Regions from separate parts of the Hordeum vulgare genome. Here region 2 is linked to region 1. A link is a contact called in public Hi-C data. All regions are on one chromosome and are shown on one strand. Each heading gives the region's core, a stretch centred on a gene start, on an enhancer-like site or on the middle of the called end of the contact. The rest is flanking DNA. Distances are from core to core; before and after follow the strand shown.

Region 1 (7,691 bases), core at 1,316-3,815:
TTCGTGGGGCTGATCGAGGGACGTGAAGACGTTCCACTACATCAACCGCGTTTCTTAACGCTTCCTGTTGTGCGAACTACAAGAGTACGTAGATCCAAATCTCCTCTCGTAGATGGACATCACCATGATAGGTCTTCGTGTGCGTAGGAATTTTTTTGTTTCCCAGGCAACGTTCACCATCAGAGCCCTCCGTGGACTCTCGCGGCCGTTATCCTCCGTGGGTTGAAGTCTTCACTAACATGGTTGTACGATAGCGCCACCTATCGGAACCATGCCAAAAATTGTCGTGTCTACTTCTTCGCGTTTGATCTTCCTAAACTCTACTCTTTACTACATGTGCAAAGTCTTTACTTTCCGCTGCCATATTTGTTGACTAGCATGTGTAGGGTGCACTAGACTTGTTAGAATTGCTAAAATGTACCAACTATCAAATTGGAAAATGCTAGGATTTTAATTTATGCAAGCAGTCTATTAACCCCCTTGTAGACACCTCTTCTATCGATTTTTCATATAAGGAATTCAGAGAACAACTTTAAATACAATATCGGGAAGCACAACTTGGGAAACTTCAATATCAATAAGCTTGCTAGCTAAATGGCAATTGACACATACAATTCATCTGGTTGCTTCTCATGGATCCTTACAACCGTGTCGCTCAAAAATAAGATATGCAGTTGAATATATGTGCTTATTTATTTCAACATGCAACATATCCATCTTATCACATGTGTCTCACACATGTCCCATGTCATTCGAATGCACATGCAAGCCCATCGAAATCATCAAGCGCATGCAATCAATTAATTTTCCACGCTCCGCCACATGTGGCCCTTCACACCATCAAGCGACTATGCAACCATTGAAGTTTTCACTTTCCGCTTTCTACGATATGCAAGTCCTCCACGTCATTAGAGAACATGAAAGCTCTCCACATCATTGATTTTATTTTTATTTTTCAACAATAGATATTTGAACTTGAATTCACAAGAAAACATAGTATGCATCCATCATTCATCTACCTCTAGGTTGAATGTGGTACCATAATATTATTGTACATTTTATTTTTATTTTTCACAAGTTTATTACCGAATATTTCTGTAGTAAACACGTGACGACGTGGGGCATTATCTAGAACCTTCAACAGTTTTTCATTAAATGTCATATATCGGTCCTGTTTGGATACTCTAACTTAGCTAGAGGTTAGAGTTAGTTTCTAGCTCATGACTAATCCTAAACTAACTCTAACCAAAGAGTTTTTTGGATGACAAGGTTAGATTGACAATACATGCACTTGATGGAGAGAGAAAGATGATTTTTTAGTGGGGCCCCGTGAGAACTAGCTCCAATTAGCACCTCTTGGCTGGTGGGATAGAGAGAGAAAAAATATTTTTTTAGTGGACCCCATGAGAATTAGCTCAAATTAGCACCTCTTGGCGGATGGGATAGAGAAACAAAAATGATTTTTTAGTGGACCTGATGAGAACTAGCTTCAATTAGCACCTCTTGGATGGTGGAATAGAGAGAAAAAATGAATTTTTAGTGGACTCGATGAGAACTAGCTCCAATTAACACCTCTTTGGTCAGATAGTTTTTGGATGGGTCATAGTGGGGAGTATCATATATAGTATCATGCATATGATACTATTGTATGATACTACCTCCATAGTGCATAGTATCATAAAGTAGTATCATATATGACCACATTGATTAACATGCTTGACACATAGTAGCATGACATTTAATACGATACGATATCTACCTATGTTAGTACTCTAAGAGGGTGTTTGGATCCAAGAGACTAAAACTGGTCTGACTAAAACTAGTCTCTTTAAGAGGCTAAAGTTTCAAGCACCTCTGACTAAAGAAAGGCTAAAACTAGTATTGAGGCTAACATATTTTAGTCAGGGGTACCCCTACTAAAATGTGCATTAGTCCCCTCTCTCATCATTTAACTCCTCAGGCAAGTTCTGGATTGAGGGTTTGGAGGATAATAAATGCTCATTAACTTGATTTTAGTCTCTTTAGTATTTGGATTCAAGCATGGGTGAGGCTAGTAAATTTTAGTCTCACTACTTTTAATCATAGGACTAAAACGTATCAGACATCCTCTTAAACTAACTCTAACCAACCGATGGATCCAAACGAGGCTATCAAACTACCTCATGATGACCAAACAAAACATAAAACATGATTTATAGCCAGCATGACCTTAGTCAAGTTGTACAGACCCCAGATGCAAAAAGGCACCAAAATGACGGCAGGCAAATGTGGAAGGCCGTTGGGAGCCGCCGACCCGCCCGTGCACGGCTGACGGAAACAGAAAACATGTTGAATGCTGTCCGCCGTCGGCGACGCGGTGAATGCAAAACTAGCTACGCACCGTCGACCGCTCCTCTCAAGTTGTGCAACGGCAGGCCGCCAGGTGCCGGAAGCTGCACACACGTGAGCTCTGGAGCGCGCCAGTTCGTGTTGGCCTTTATACTCTTCTTCTTTATGCCGGAGCCTCCGTGGCCGGTGAGCTGTTCCCGACGGTGTCTACGCGTCCTCCTCCCTTGGCTTCCGGTTCCTTTCTTCCAAAGTCTTCTCGTCTATCGCGAACCCGGATCCCCCTTTGCCACCGCTATCTCTGTGCCCACCAGTGTGCCGGCCATCTCGTCCCTGACACGCTGCCGACCACCTCCGCGTCGCCGTCACGGGCGCAGCAAATCCCCTCGCACCTGGGCGCCACGCCGCCACCGCGAATCAACCGTCGCCCTCGCCGGTTCCACCCCTCGCGTATTAAAATCCCCTGCCCCCCGTTCCATCCTCCCCACCTCGCTGGCTCGTTCCCCTCTCCCTCGATCCGGCGAGCTGTGACACGGCGCGACAGCCCACCAGCGAACCGACATGGCCTCCGCCTCCAAGCAGCAGAGCATGTACCCTGAGGTACCCCAGTCCCACCCCGACCACAACACCGCCGCCAGCGCCGCCAGCACAGGCACCGGCGACTCGCTCTACCCCACCGTGGACCCGAACGAGCTGGCCGAGAACCTCTTCCCGGCGGACGAGGCAGAGGACGCCGCCCCGGCCCCGCCCACGGTGGAGGAGACCCTCGTCGACGTGCCGGGCGCGCAGCTCCACCTCGTCGACCCCGACCGCAGCCTCGACCTCGGCGCCGGCACGCTCTCCGTCGTGCGCCTCCGCCAGGGCGACCACTGCGTCGCCGTGCTCGCGCGCCTCACCCCGGACAAGTCCAACCAGCGGCGCGGCTTTTTCAGCTTCCTCAGCAGCGGCCGCTCCAGCAACGCGCAGGAGCCCGTGCAGTGGCCGCTCGCCGGCGACGTCGCCGTCGTCAAGCTCGACGCCGGCCACTACTTCTTCTCGCTCCACGTCCCGCACTCGGACCACCCTGACGACAAGGAGGACGCGGAGGCGGAGACGGACGCGGACCGGGAGACGGCGCTGAGCTACGGCCTCACGGTCGCCGGGAAAGGGCAGGAGCAGGTGCTGGAGGAGCTGGACAGGGTCCTGAAGGAGTACACAACCTTCTCCGTCAAGCAGGTCGACGAAGGGGCGGGCGAGGTAATGGACACGAGGGCGGTGTCGGAGATCACGCCGGAGGAGGCTGCCGGAGACAAGAAGGAGGAAATCGAGGAGCAGTCCGCGGCGTTCTGGACGACAATCGCGCCAAACGTGGACGACTACAGCTCGTCGGTGGCGAGGCTTATCGCCAAGGGCTCGGGGCAGCTGGTAAGGGGCATCATCTGGTGCGGGGACATCACAGCCTCCGGCCTCAAATGCGGGGAGGCGGTGTTGAAGAAGGGCGCGGGGGCCAACGGCAAGCCTACGCAGGTGAAGCCCAGCTCCCTCAAGAGGATGAAGAGGTATGGATGAACAAACTTACACTTGTTTTTTATCTATATGTTGCAGAGCAGCTCACATTGGAGTAGCTTAAGGCACTTTCTTAATCTGGCATTTGATGAACTCAATGATTCACTAAATTTACAATTCGACTGCTACGGATGATCTAGAATTTAATGAATGAGATGATTCACCTTTTGCCATCAGTTGCATGGTCTAAGATCAGGATTTGGTTAATCAGTTATAGCTTCGTTGCATATCATGGAATAGTCAGGGTTCCTACTATACCTCCATTGCATTGCACTTGATGAACATTATGCGGTTACAATGTTTTTAATAGTACGCCATCCGTTTCTAAATATAAGACCTTTTAGAGATTACGCTATGGACTACATACGGATGTATATAGACATCTTTTAAAATGTAGATTCATCCATTTTACTTTGTATGTATAGTTTATAGTGCAATCTCTAAAAGGCCTTGTACACTCCTACCGTCCCAAAATAAATGTCTTGAGCTTAGTATAACTTTGTACTAGAGCTAGTACAAAGTTAAGACAGTTATTTTGGGACACAGGGAGTAGTATGTAGGAAGGGAGGGAGTATAAGATTATGAAGTTATACTGCAGTAGCTCTATTCAACAGAGCAGTTTTATTTGTCAGATATGCAGTAGGGTCTTCTGCATGTTTTCTTCCGACTTCCGTTATCTAAAAATAGACATGGACAAGAGAAACCCTTCTTTGGTTGTGCAAACAAAATGTCTCACCCAGATGTAACCCCCATTAAGAGGAGGACGCATCTTTATTATGACAATTGACCATGAACTTAGCCAATGCCACGAGTGTCGATTATCCGCTTCCTGTCCTGGAAGACACCTGACATATCTTGATAACGACCAGTGATATTTTTGCCATGCCGACATGTGTGCATTATGATGATATATTTATAGATACCATTAAAGAGGCTTAGAGCGAGATGTTTTCAACTTGATCTGGATCCTTATCAAAGCATGCCTTAACTTAAGTGTTAGACTACTCAGTATAGTATATTTCTTATTCTGAGATAATTCTTATTTCCCTTTCGGTTATTTATTGTTGTCATGTTTATAGAAATATTTGAGGTAACCAATTTTATGGGCCTCTCCAGTCTCTACTCGATGCAGTTGGCTTATGTATTTCTCTTCTGTCTTCTGCAGGGCCAGAAGGGTCACAAAAATGTCCAACAGGGTAGCAAACTCAATCCTCTCAGGTGTTCTCAAGGTCTCAGGATTTGTTACCAGCACTGTGGTCAACTCCAAACCTGCACAGAAGTTCTTCAAGTTAATGCCTGGTGAAGTTATTCTTGCTTCGCTGGACGGATTTGGTAAGTTTTTTCCACTAAGCTGTGCATGTTACATTAGCTTGACGAAGTATGAAGTTTAACCGTTTTTATCTATATTCTTATGGAATGATGAATATAAGGGCAGCTAGTAGAATGCTCTGGTTATTCTCTAGTTTCTGAACTTTTAAGTTAGAAGTCTAGGTAGTCAGTGATTCTGTTCCAAATAAAAATGGAACTTGTTGATCTAAAGATGGATCGGATTAACGGTCACATCAACAAAGCATCAGATTTTTTTTTTTAAAGGAGGTCAAACCCCCGGCCTCTGCATCAATCGATGCTATCTTATTAATTAGTCCACAAAGGTCTAACAAGAGTATACATCAATCCACCCAAAGCCACCACTCATACCAACAAACTCGATAATATGGAGTGCTCTCACTCCACATATCTAAGACCGGTGTTGTTTCCAATCCATCCACATAACGTATCGGGAACAACAGCCGGTGCAGTACACCTAATACGCACACCTCACCCACACGTTTTACCAGTGGCCATCATCCTCGAACCACTGACCCGTCTTCAGGAAAGAGATCCGCATCATCCTTGCCAGTCCAATCATCCGTCGACGCCACCACGACACCCAACGGCGCCACCGCCCTGCGCTCAACCGTCCAGCTGTGAAAACTCCGGGAGATCTGCCGTGCGTAGCACCTGCCAACTAGGGGATGGCACCCGCAGGGTATGGGTATGGGTGGAGCCTCCCCATACCCTTACCTGCCCCGTCTGATATTACCCATCACCCTTACCCGTCAACGGGTATAATTTTTTCCCATACCCGTTACCCGACAGGGTAGACGGGTACCCGCTGGTAAAATTATCCATATTTGCAAACATCAATTTAAAGAATTTATAGTTATAAAATGCATTGTACCGTATATTTTACAAAGATGGATTATAACTACAGCACATACTTGTAAAACAACATCATGTAGTCATAAACAACACCACATAGGCATACACTTTCAATTCATAAATTATTGACATAGTGTCGATTGTACAGATAATATTTTAAGTTTATATAGATTTTATAGGGGTACATGGGTATATGAGTATGGGTTATATGATCCCATACCCGTACCCGCTCTACCCGATGGGTTTTAGATTTTCCTATTTATATACCCATGGGTAAGTTTTTGTCCCATACCCTTACCCTAATAGGGTTTTTACCCGCAGGTACGTGGTAATGGGTACCCATTGCCAGTGCCAACCAGGCATGACTCAGCGTAGCACCTGTCGGTCAGGCATGACTTGACAGCTCCACCGAATTTCCGTGCAAGACGAAGCCGCTCCACCTCCTGTCTCAGTCCGCCAGCGCTGCTCCATCAACGATGCTCCCAAGAGAGAAACGGCACCGCAGTACCGCCATCGTCCGATCTGGAAGACCAGATCCTAGGGTTGCCCCTGAAGCAGAGCCCACCACCAGCAACCGTTCATGACCCACATAGTGCCCACCACCACTCAGCCCTCAAGGCGACGCCTTCAGGAAGGTCATGACATCAAGGACGCCGCCGCCGCCCACCGGAGTTGGGGTTTTCACCCGAGAGGCAAGGAGGGGGAGCAGAGGAGCAGATGTATACCGATGTCTTCAAAAAGAAAAATGGCGCCCTTGAGCCTCGTCGTCGGCGAGGCCGGCCTGGGCCAACCAAGGGGTTTCCCCAATCCAAATCTCCTCCACCGGCTTCACCCGCATGTAGGGCTCCGGCAAACGCCGGCACCGCCAAGTCCGCAAGAGAGAGGCCCACAGATGAGGGCCGGAGGACAGCGGCCAGATCTGGCGCCGCCGGCCGCCATAGCAGCCACCGCCAGCTGACCATAACTAGGTGCACCGCCCCCTGACCGGAGCCAACACCACCGAAACTGTGGCTGCCGCAAACAATGCCCCCTGCCACCACCGCAGACGCGCTCGGCCGCCGCTCCCTACTGGTCGCGCGCCCCGCATCCGCCATGGCAGCCCGGGTGGGCGAGATCTCACAGCACCAGAGCCCGCGGGCCAACGCCGGCTGAGCTCGAGATCCCGCCGCCAGAGCCAGAGCCCGAGATCCCGCCGCTAGAGCCAGAGCCCGAGATCCCGCCGCCAGAGCCATAGGGGCCCGCCGCCGCCATCCCCGGGGCGCGCGCGGCTTCGCCGACGTCCCCTCCGGCAGCGGCGAAGCGGGTGGGAGGGCGGAGAGGGGGCCGGCGGCGGCGGGAGGGTTCGCCTCCGAGTCGCCGGGAGCGACGACGCGGGGGTCACGCCGAAAAAAGAGACCCAAAGCACCAGATAGGAATAGGATGGAAGCATACTGTGATTTGGATTTTATTATGTTCAACGTTGGGCTGTCCCAAGCAAATCCAGGTATTTAGTGTACTAGTATTATAGAGTGCACTGGGTTAAGATGCCTTAAACTTAACTCTAAAACAGTTCTAAGTGCTAATGTGTGGTCCACCACATATTATTATTTGCTGATTCAGTTTGCGCAATTTGTTCAGGT
Region 2 (7,691 bases), core at 2,674-5,173, 290 kb after region 1:
ATTATCAATGACATCCAATGTCCATGATTAGGAAACCATGACCTTCTATTGATCAATGAGCAAGCCAACTAGAGGCTCACTAGGGACAGGTTGTGGTCTATATATTCACACATGTATTACGGTTTCCGGTTAATACAATTATAGCATGAATAATAGATAATTATCATGAACTAGGAAATATAATAATAACCACTTTATTATTGCCTCTAGGGCATATTTCCAACATTATTTTCGTGGGGGCTTACGGTGGCAGTGGATGCATCTACAAAGTCTATTGAACTCATACGAAGTGAGGGGATGGCGGTCAAGATATACATGTAGACACTCTGCTTGGCCTAGGATCACCTCAAAATAAAAGGTAAGCTAGGCAGAAGATGAACAAACGGGAGAAGGCACCATACAAAGAGTTGAGTAAGCTAATTCGATTTTGCAGTATTTGCGAAGGGAAAGGGCGCAAGAATACGACTTGTCCGGGGAGAGGCAACTTGTCGAAGGAACCCAGGAAGGAGGACAAATGTAGCAATTGTGGTGTGGTCGGGCACATGAAGAACACATGCACGAACGCAACAGTTGTTAACCTTCAAACTAGACATTGTTAGCTAGGATGCTTCATTTTTTAGAACAAATTATTTGTTCTTTCAGAGTACTTAAATTTTTCGAATGTGGATGTCATATTGTTATGGAACCGGAGAGGAAGGATAGGATTCTTCCTATCAATGTTTATTAGCATAGTGTTTTTCAATGGCTATTTAAAGAAATAAAACAATTTGTAAGGTCGACACTGCTCATTATGCAGATGGGGCCGCTGGGTGTGTGTGTGGATACTCTTTGTCTTGATGTGTGGTCCCCAACTATTTGAATTTCAAATGTTTAACCAACATGGGTGGGAACATGTGGGTGTTCCACAACCGCCAACGCATATTGGCTTTATATGTGAAACATGCTCAACACATGGAGATCTGCCTAGGACTATTTGTGTGCACGCCCAAGAAGCATGCATACGTCTATCTATACACATGCACACGTTTGTTAGTACTAGCAATTTTCCTAACGGACCTAGGTATATAATAAATGTGCTATGTGGAATGGGGGCTGGATTTCTGCCCAGCAAATACAATAGGAAATACGGGAGTGGGTGTTCGTCGCGATGCTCCTGGTCGCTACACATAGTCGCGATGCTCCTGGTCGCTACACATAACGGGAGCATCTCGATCCAAAATGGTTTTCCGTGTTTTTTTAGTGTCTTCTCTTAATTTTTTCCATGGGCTAGTACTAATTTTTTTTGAGAAATTTTGTCATGTTTTGTAGATGGTATGGCAAAAGTTGTGTAAGAATTCAAGGATACACATCACAAACTTTAACAAGTTTCTCTTATAAAACATGGCAAACTTATGATTACATAGATGAAACTGGAAATGCATTTTGTGTTTGTATGGATAAGAAGATAAACTCCACTATTCAATCTTCTCAGAGGAGTTTTGCACCTTGTTTCAACTCTGCTATTGATGGCGGGAGAGGAGTACCTGGATCTACCTATCCTGATACACAAACAAAAGGGGGAGAGGAGTACCTGGATCTGCTAGTCTCGATGCCTATGTGGTCGAAAGGGATGAAATCGGGGCAAGGAAAGGGACGATGTCGCTGCGACGACAAGGTGGTGGGCAGTGGCAGGGGTAGACAGAACCAGATGTGTGTGAGGGGTGAAACGTAAAATACAAGTGCTTGGGGGCAAGAGCTAAAAAAAATCTCATATAAGCCCTCACATATATTTCTATTCACAATTTGGTTCCATGTTGGGGGGCGCACAATCCCCGAGGAGCCCATATAGCTCCGCCGTTGGTGGTGGTAGAAGCGCACAGTCACAGGAGGAGATGTTGTAGTGTTGCGGGCAATATGATGTCGCTCCCCCGCGTCGGCACCAATGCCCCCTCTATTGTTTGTGCTCGCGTTGAGCTGGCCCTATGTTGTTGCTTCGCAACTCGTGTCCAACACCTAGGTCGTTGCTTTGCCTACTCAATGCAAGCCAGCAGGCGCAATGTGCTGCTCCATCGAATCTAGCGGTAACACGGCCTCCTCGTGTGCTACTCCAAAAACGTCGGCAGCCGCGCTAGTTGGGAGGCTGGAATCGGGAGGGGGCTTTGCACGACAAACAGAGTGCTTTGCGCGAGAAACTATCATTCGGGTTCTTTTTGTGTGAGGTTTTTATTTTTTTGAGGAATCTTTGTTTTGTGCCTAGCCGCCATCCTGGATTTATAATCTCGTAACGTGCGGATAACGCATGCATCAGGTCAACATATGTGGTGCTTGCAGGGATCGCGATCCAAATGTTCCTTATGCGTGACGGCTGACAAACATCCGACGCGGCCATTGTTATTACGCTAGGCGTCACCTTCGTGTATATTGTACTCAATACATCCACTCTTTGGATTTTGGACTTGTGTGACAGGTACGACACGCGGCCCGCGCTCGGTTTTGCTTAACTTGATTTGGAAGAAAACGAATTATGACAAAGCCTCATCTCCAGAGCTCTCGTGATACGGACTTCCGCTCCCGATTTGCCCTGTGTTTTCCGTTTTTATCGAATGCTGTGTATTTTTCACAGATGTGGTGAATGACATGAGATCCACGTTTCATGGCGATCGGCAGCGCGATCAGCGAGTGAGCACAGAACGCATGGGTTCATGGATAGCTAAGAGTGCTCTGAAACACGCCTCCCCTGACGTACGTAGTAACAAGGACGGTTGGGGGGCCCTAGATCCTCGTTGAAATTCAACATAATACTAAACAATCAGCGGTCCACATCGGCCATGGATCGCACGAGAATCACTATTGAAAATGTTGAACCAGACGAACAGAAGATGCTAAAACGAAAACGACCCACGCGAAGGATGATGCTTCCGTTCACGGGTCAACGCTGCGTGCGTGACTGAATTTGCAATGCAGTGTGCGATACGGCAGCACCAAGAACGCTAGTAGTACTAATCCCAGTGCAAGCATTGGCATCATCTTTGAATCCCAGTGCAAGCATTTGCATCATCTTTGCAACGAGGCCACACGCCAGCAACTACTACCAGTAGTAGTAGTAGAACACTCCTACTGAAGCACCCCCGTTGTACAAATTCGGGTGCCCTGCCTGCGGAAAGACGATCCATGTGCCAAACCGATCCTGATGTTGTAGCCAATTATCCCAAGAAATGCTAGTTCAGATGCCTTTTTCTTTCCGAAAGAGTGCAACAATGTCCCTTTTCTTCTCCTTTTCCTCGTGTAGCCATGTGGTTTGGAGACTATCATCCCTCTATTTTTTCCACTGGTCAATCCCCTAACCATCTTCCCGCTTTTTTCTCCTTTATTATTTACCCCTCCACCGAGAAGTTCCTGTCCCCTGCTCGTCGCCTTTCTCCGTCTCATCATCACAGATCCTCTTGCACACATACAATACTTTTCTCCCAATTGACCATATCTATCCAGTATCCCATAGCATTGCATCACCTCCACTTCGCTCTCCTTCGTTTCACCTGCGCCTGCGCGAGTGCGTGTCCCGGTCGCCGCCTCCGTTTTCTACCCGTCGTCTAACCGGCGGCACAAAAGACAGCAGCCTAGCAAAGAGCCAGCAGCCCGCTCGCCGCCGCGGACCGCGACGACGACCGTCTCGGGCCGTTCAACCCAAGCCCCTGCCCTCCGCGGCCCCGTGTCTTTCCTGCGGCATTTGTGGTTGGAGTGGTTGAGCGGAGCCCGCCCCCGCCTGCCGACCGGCGGCGCGCGTGGCGCGGCGCCATCAAGAGTGAAATTTTATATACCGTCGCCGGGGCTGAGGCATGACGACCCAACCAGATTTTAGCTAGTTACCTCTGTCGCTTGCTGCTTGTTGCCCGCGTCCCCCCCCCCCCCCCCCCCCCCCCCCCCTAGCGCTAGGATATATTCGCCGCTTCCCGCTGGCTCCTTGCGCTTGTACTGTATCTTCTTCCTCCTCGGTCGGTTGGTTGCTTCATCCCCCTCCTCCCCTTTCGGCTCGAGTGAGATCATCCATCGGCTGTAAAGCGGGCGCGCCGGACGGGTGACGGCACTCGCTTTCCGGGAGGCCGCCCCTGCGACGACAGCGGCGCCATTTTCTATTCCAGAGCTGAGGGAGAGGTTCCGGGTCGTAGTGGTACTGCATTGGCTGCGGTAAGCGGGGTTCGCATCGGCCAACAGGGGAGGTCCACGGCGGTTAGTGGTTGAGCCGACGGCGTGCTGCGGCGATCGACTGTTATCTATCGTCATGGCGGACAAGTGCGATTCCTGGTGATTTTTCTCGAGCTGGTTGTCATGGCGATGGCGGGGGAGGGCGTCGGGCGGTGCATACTGGTGGGGCTGCACATGGACGCCGTCGGCAAGGAGCTGCTCAAGTGGGCGCTCAACCAGGCGGCCAGGAGCGGCGACCGCGTCGTCGCCGTCCACATTTACCGCAAATCCGGTAGGTACCTCGCCCCATATCCGTCAAGAACCTTTTCTTGCTTGCAGCTCGATTCATGGTAGCATTTCCCTGTGCCTCGAATCGAAGGAGACCTGTGCAAGACGAACGCGCTGACGCTGATCAGGACGCTGGACGAGTACCTAGCGGAGTACGAGGCCATCTGCAGCAAAAAAGACGTGCGTAAGCAAGCTTGACGCCGCGCCATTAATGTCGTTGGCGGTTGCGTTCATGTGCTGGTATTGATTGATGCTTCTTTTTTTTTGTCCGTCAGATCGTCCTCATCGGGCGGGTGACGCCGGGGAGCTCGATCCAGAAGGTGCTGGTGAAGGAGGCCAAGCTCTGCGCGGCCATGGTGGTGGTGATTGGCACCAACAAGAAGTACTCCTTCGGGTCAGTAGACAATCCCGGCAGCAGCAGCAGCACTCTCGGCGTGATTCAACTGTCTGTTTTCTGCGCGATTCGTTAACGCCCCGCACCAAAAGTAATCCATCCTTCTTTTTCTGGTGCGCTCAGCGGCTCGACCTGCCTCGCCAAGTACTGTGCCAAGAAGCTCCCGCCGACGACCAGCGTCGTCGCCATCCAGGGCGGCAAGGCCATCTTCGTCAGGGAGGCCCCCCGGCCGCCACTTGGTCAGTAGAGTACTGAACCTCGATGTTAGCTACGAATTGATATCGGTTGGTGCGTGAGTGATTGATTGAGTAAAGCGTTGGGTGGCTCCGTTCGTCCTCCAGGAGCAGAGCCCAAGCCGGTGCTCCGCACGCTGCTGCACCCGAGCGTCGGCATGGAGCCCAAGGTGATCATCCCCAACCCCAACCGGCGGAGCGCGCGGTCCATGGACTTGGACGCCGTGGGCTGCGGCCAGTGCGCCGCGCCGCAGCTGACGAAGCCCTGCGACGACGACGGCAACACTGCCGATGCCGATGCCGATGCCAAGGCCGTCGTCGTGCGCGCGCCGGCGGCGCCCGAGCAGAGGCTCGGCTGGCCGTTGCTCCGGCGCGCGCCCGCCGCGTCCACGGCCACGGCGAGAGAGCACGAGGCGACGCGCAAGCAGTCGGTGGTGCACTGGGTGATGAGCCTGCCGCGGCGGTCGTCGCCGTCGGCGTCCCCGGAGCCGGCGCAGGAGGGGCTGGCGGCCGAGCTGAGGCGGACGCTGGGCGGCGTGCCGTCCCGGTGCCGGTGGTTCCGGTACGAGGAGCTGTACGACGCCACCAACCACTTCTCGCCGGGCAACCTGGTGGGCAAGGGCGCGCACAGCAGGGTGTACCGCGGCGGCCTGGCGAGCGGGCAGCGGGTGGCGATCAAGCTGTGCCGGGCGTCGGCGGAGGCGTCCAAGGACTTCCTCCGGGAGGTGGACATCATCACCAAGCTGCAGCACGGCCGCATCGTGCCGCTCGTCGGCGTCTGCGTCGAAGGCCCCAACCTCATCTCCGTCTACCGCTACCTCCCACGAGGCAGCCTCGAGGACAACCTGCACGGTACGGCGCCACGCCTGGCCTGCATGCGACGCGCCAACTGTTATTCTGGACGCACGACACGCTGCTGCGCCCATCAACACCTCTGCACATGTGACTGAATTCTGATCCATGTGAACTCAGGGAAGAGGTCCAAGCCGGCGCTGCCGTGGGAGAAGAGGTACAGGGCGGCGGTCGGGGTTGCCGAGGCTCTGAGCTACGTCCACTCCGGCGGCTCCCGGCCGGTGATCCACCGCGACGTCAAGTCCTCCAACATCCTCCTCACGGACGGCTTCGAGCCTCAGGTACTACTAGTACTGCTAGTACTCTTGGATTCGTGGATACAATCGGTCTGTTTTCTGTACCGACAGACATGGACTCTGAACTGAACTATGTACCGACGGTGGCAGTTGTCGGATTTCGGGCTCGCGATCTGGGCGCCGTCCAGCCCGTCGTCCCTGACGCACAGCGACGTCGTCGGCACCTTCGGGTACGTCTTCTTCTTGTGTGTGCAGAGTACAGTCTTCTTACCTGTACCGGGTCTCTTCCAGCCTGAAGTGCCGCCTGTGTTAGAGAGTGACGAGACGTGCACCGGCCGAGTGCAGGTACCTTGCGCCGGAGTACTTCATGTACGGGAAGGTGACGGACAAGGTGGACGTGTACGCGTTCGGGGTGGTGCTGCTGGAGCTCCTCACCGGGCGGAGACCCATCACCGGCGACGGCTCACCAAAGGGCCACCACCAAAGTCTCGTCATGTGGGTAAGCCCTCCCAATCCTCCCAATTAAACCCACACACAAATAACCACCGCACCTTGTTACGTTGTTATCATGTCATCGTGCTCGTGTAGAGAGAGAGAGAGAGAAAGATTGTGCTGCTGACGCGGTTGGTGTCTTTGACGTACGTGACAGGCGACTCCGATCCTCAACGGCGGCGACATCTCCGACCTGCTGGACCCGAGCCTGGACGTGAAGCACGACGAGGTGGAGGTGAGGCGGATGGCCGTCGCGGCGTCGCTCTGCCTCGGCAGATCGGCGCGCCTCAGGCCTCCCATATCGCAGGTCCGTCTCTCACCTCGTCAGAAGGAAGAAAAATATGCCCTGTCGTTTCTGAACTGTTAACATTTGCTCGTGTGTTGGTGGCAGATACTGAGCATACTACGGGGAGAAGAGGACGCGACGAGCCTGGCGGCCTCGGAGCCGGACTGCGTGGTGGACGACGAGACCTACCCGGCGGCCAACGTGAGGTCGCACCTTGGGCTGGCGCTGCTTGACGTGGAGGACGCCGAGTCCATCTCCAGCACCGAGCACACCAACCTCAGCCCGCTCGAGGAGTACCTCAGACAACGCTGCAGCCGATCATCCAGCTTCGACTGAGCTTTGTTATTTTACTTTTTTCTTTTCTTTTCTTTTTGATGAGTTTTGCTGTCTTTTATTTGAGTTACAAACTCGTGTACATACATAAAACAAAGAAGGTGCCACATTTCCGGCACCGAGGGACATGATAGCTCATAGATATGTCACAGAAAAAACAAAGTAAAAAAGGAACCTTATGCTCTACTTCAGCAAGTTGTTGCATATCATCACATGGCCTTGCTATATTTACAAAGTACCATCTGAATGAGGTGTTCATTTCAGGGGCAACACGTTTGTCATACAACATTACAATAACCTTCAAATTCAAGGTTGTCCGCTTGGAAACAAAAAATTAAGTCAAATAGATTAACAACACTACAGAAGGTTCCCACAGTCATCGTCCTGATGAAACAAGAAAAATCCTGGAAACAAAG

Evidence for each region. A called contact is a pair of places that touch in the nucleus more often than the background predicts.
Region 2: a contact with region 1 is called in a Hi-C map of seedling, with 3 times the contacts expected there. The contact joins the promoter of LOC123449185 here to the promoter of LOC123449183 in region 1. A contact is called at or near these places in 2 of 6 Hi-C or Micro-C datasets (leaf and seedling) and 1 of 1 datasets of contacts at active chromatin or transcription factors (embryo).

What each region holds. Positions count from the first base shown.
Region 1 is chr4H:508,734,201-508,741,891 of MorexV3_pseudomolecules_assembly, forward strand. LOC123449183 (protein EARLY-RESPONSIVE TO DEHYDRATION 7, chloroplastic-like) reads left to right here and starts at 2,566. Exons shown (of 4, transcript XM_045126299.1): 1 at 2,566-3,863; 2 at 5,036-5,202; 3 at 7,690-7,691. The coding sequence starts at 2,887.
Region 2 is chr4H:509,026,523-509,034,213 of MorexV3_pseudomolecules_assembly, forward strand. LOC123449185 (collagen alpha-1(I) chain-like) reads left to right here and starts at 3,924. Exons shown (of 10, transcript XM_045126303.1): 1 at 3,924-4,453; 2 at 4,541-4,633; 3 at 4,725-4,843; 4 at 4,967-5,082; 5 at 5,185-5,928; 6 at 6,049-6,209; 7 at 6,315-6,394; 8 at 6,510-6,663; 9 at 6,814-6,963; 10 at 7,048-7,461. The coding sequence starts at 4,306. The coding sequence ends at 7,175. LOC123449186 (triadin-like) reads right to left here. Exons shown (of 3, transcript XM_045126307.1): 3 at 7,463-7,691.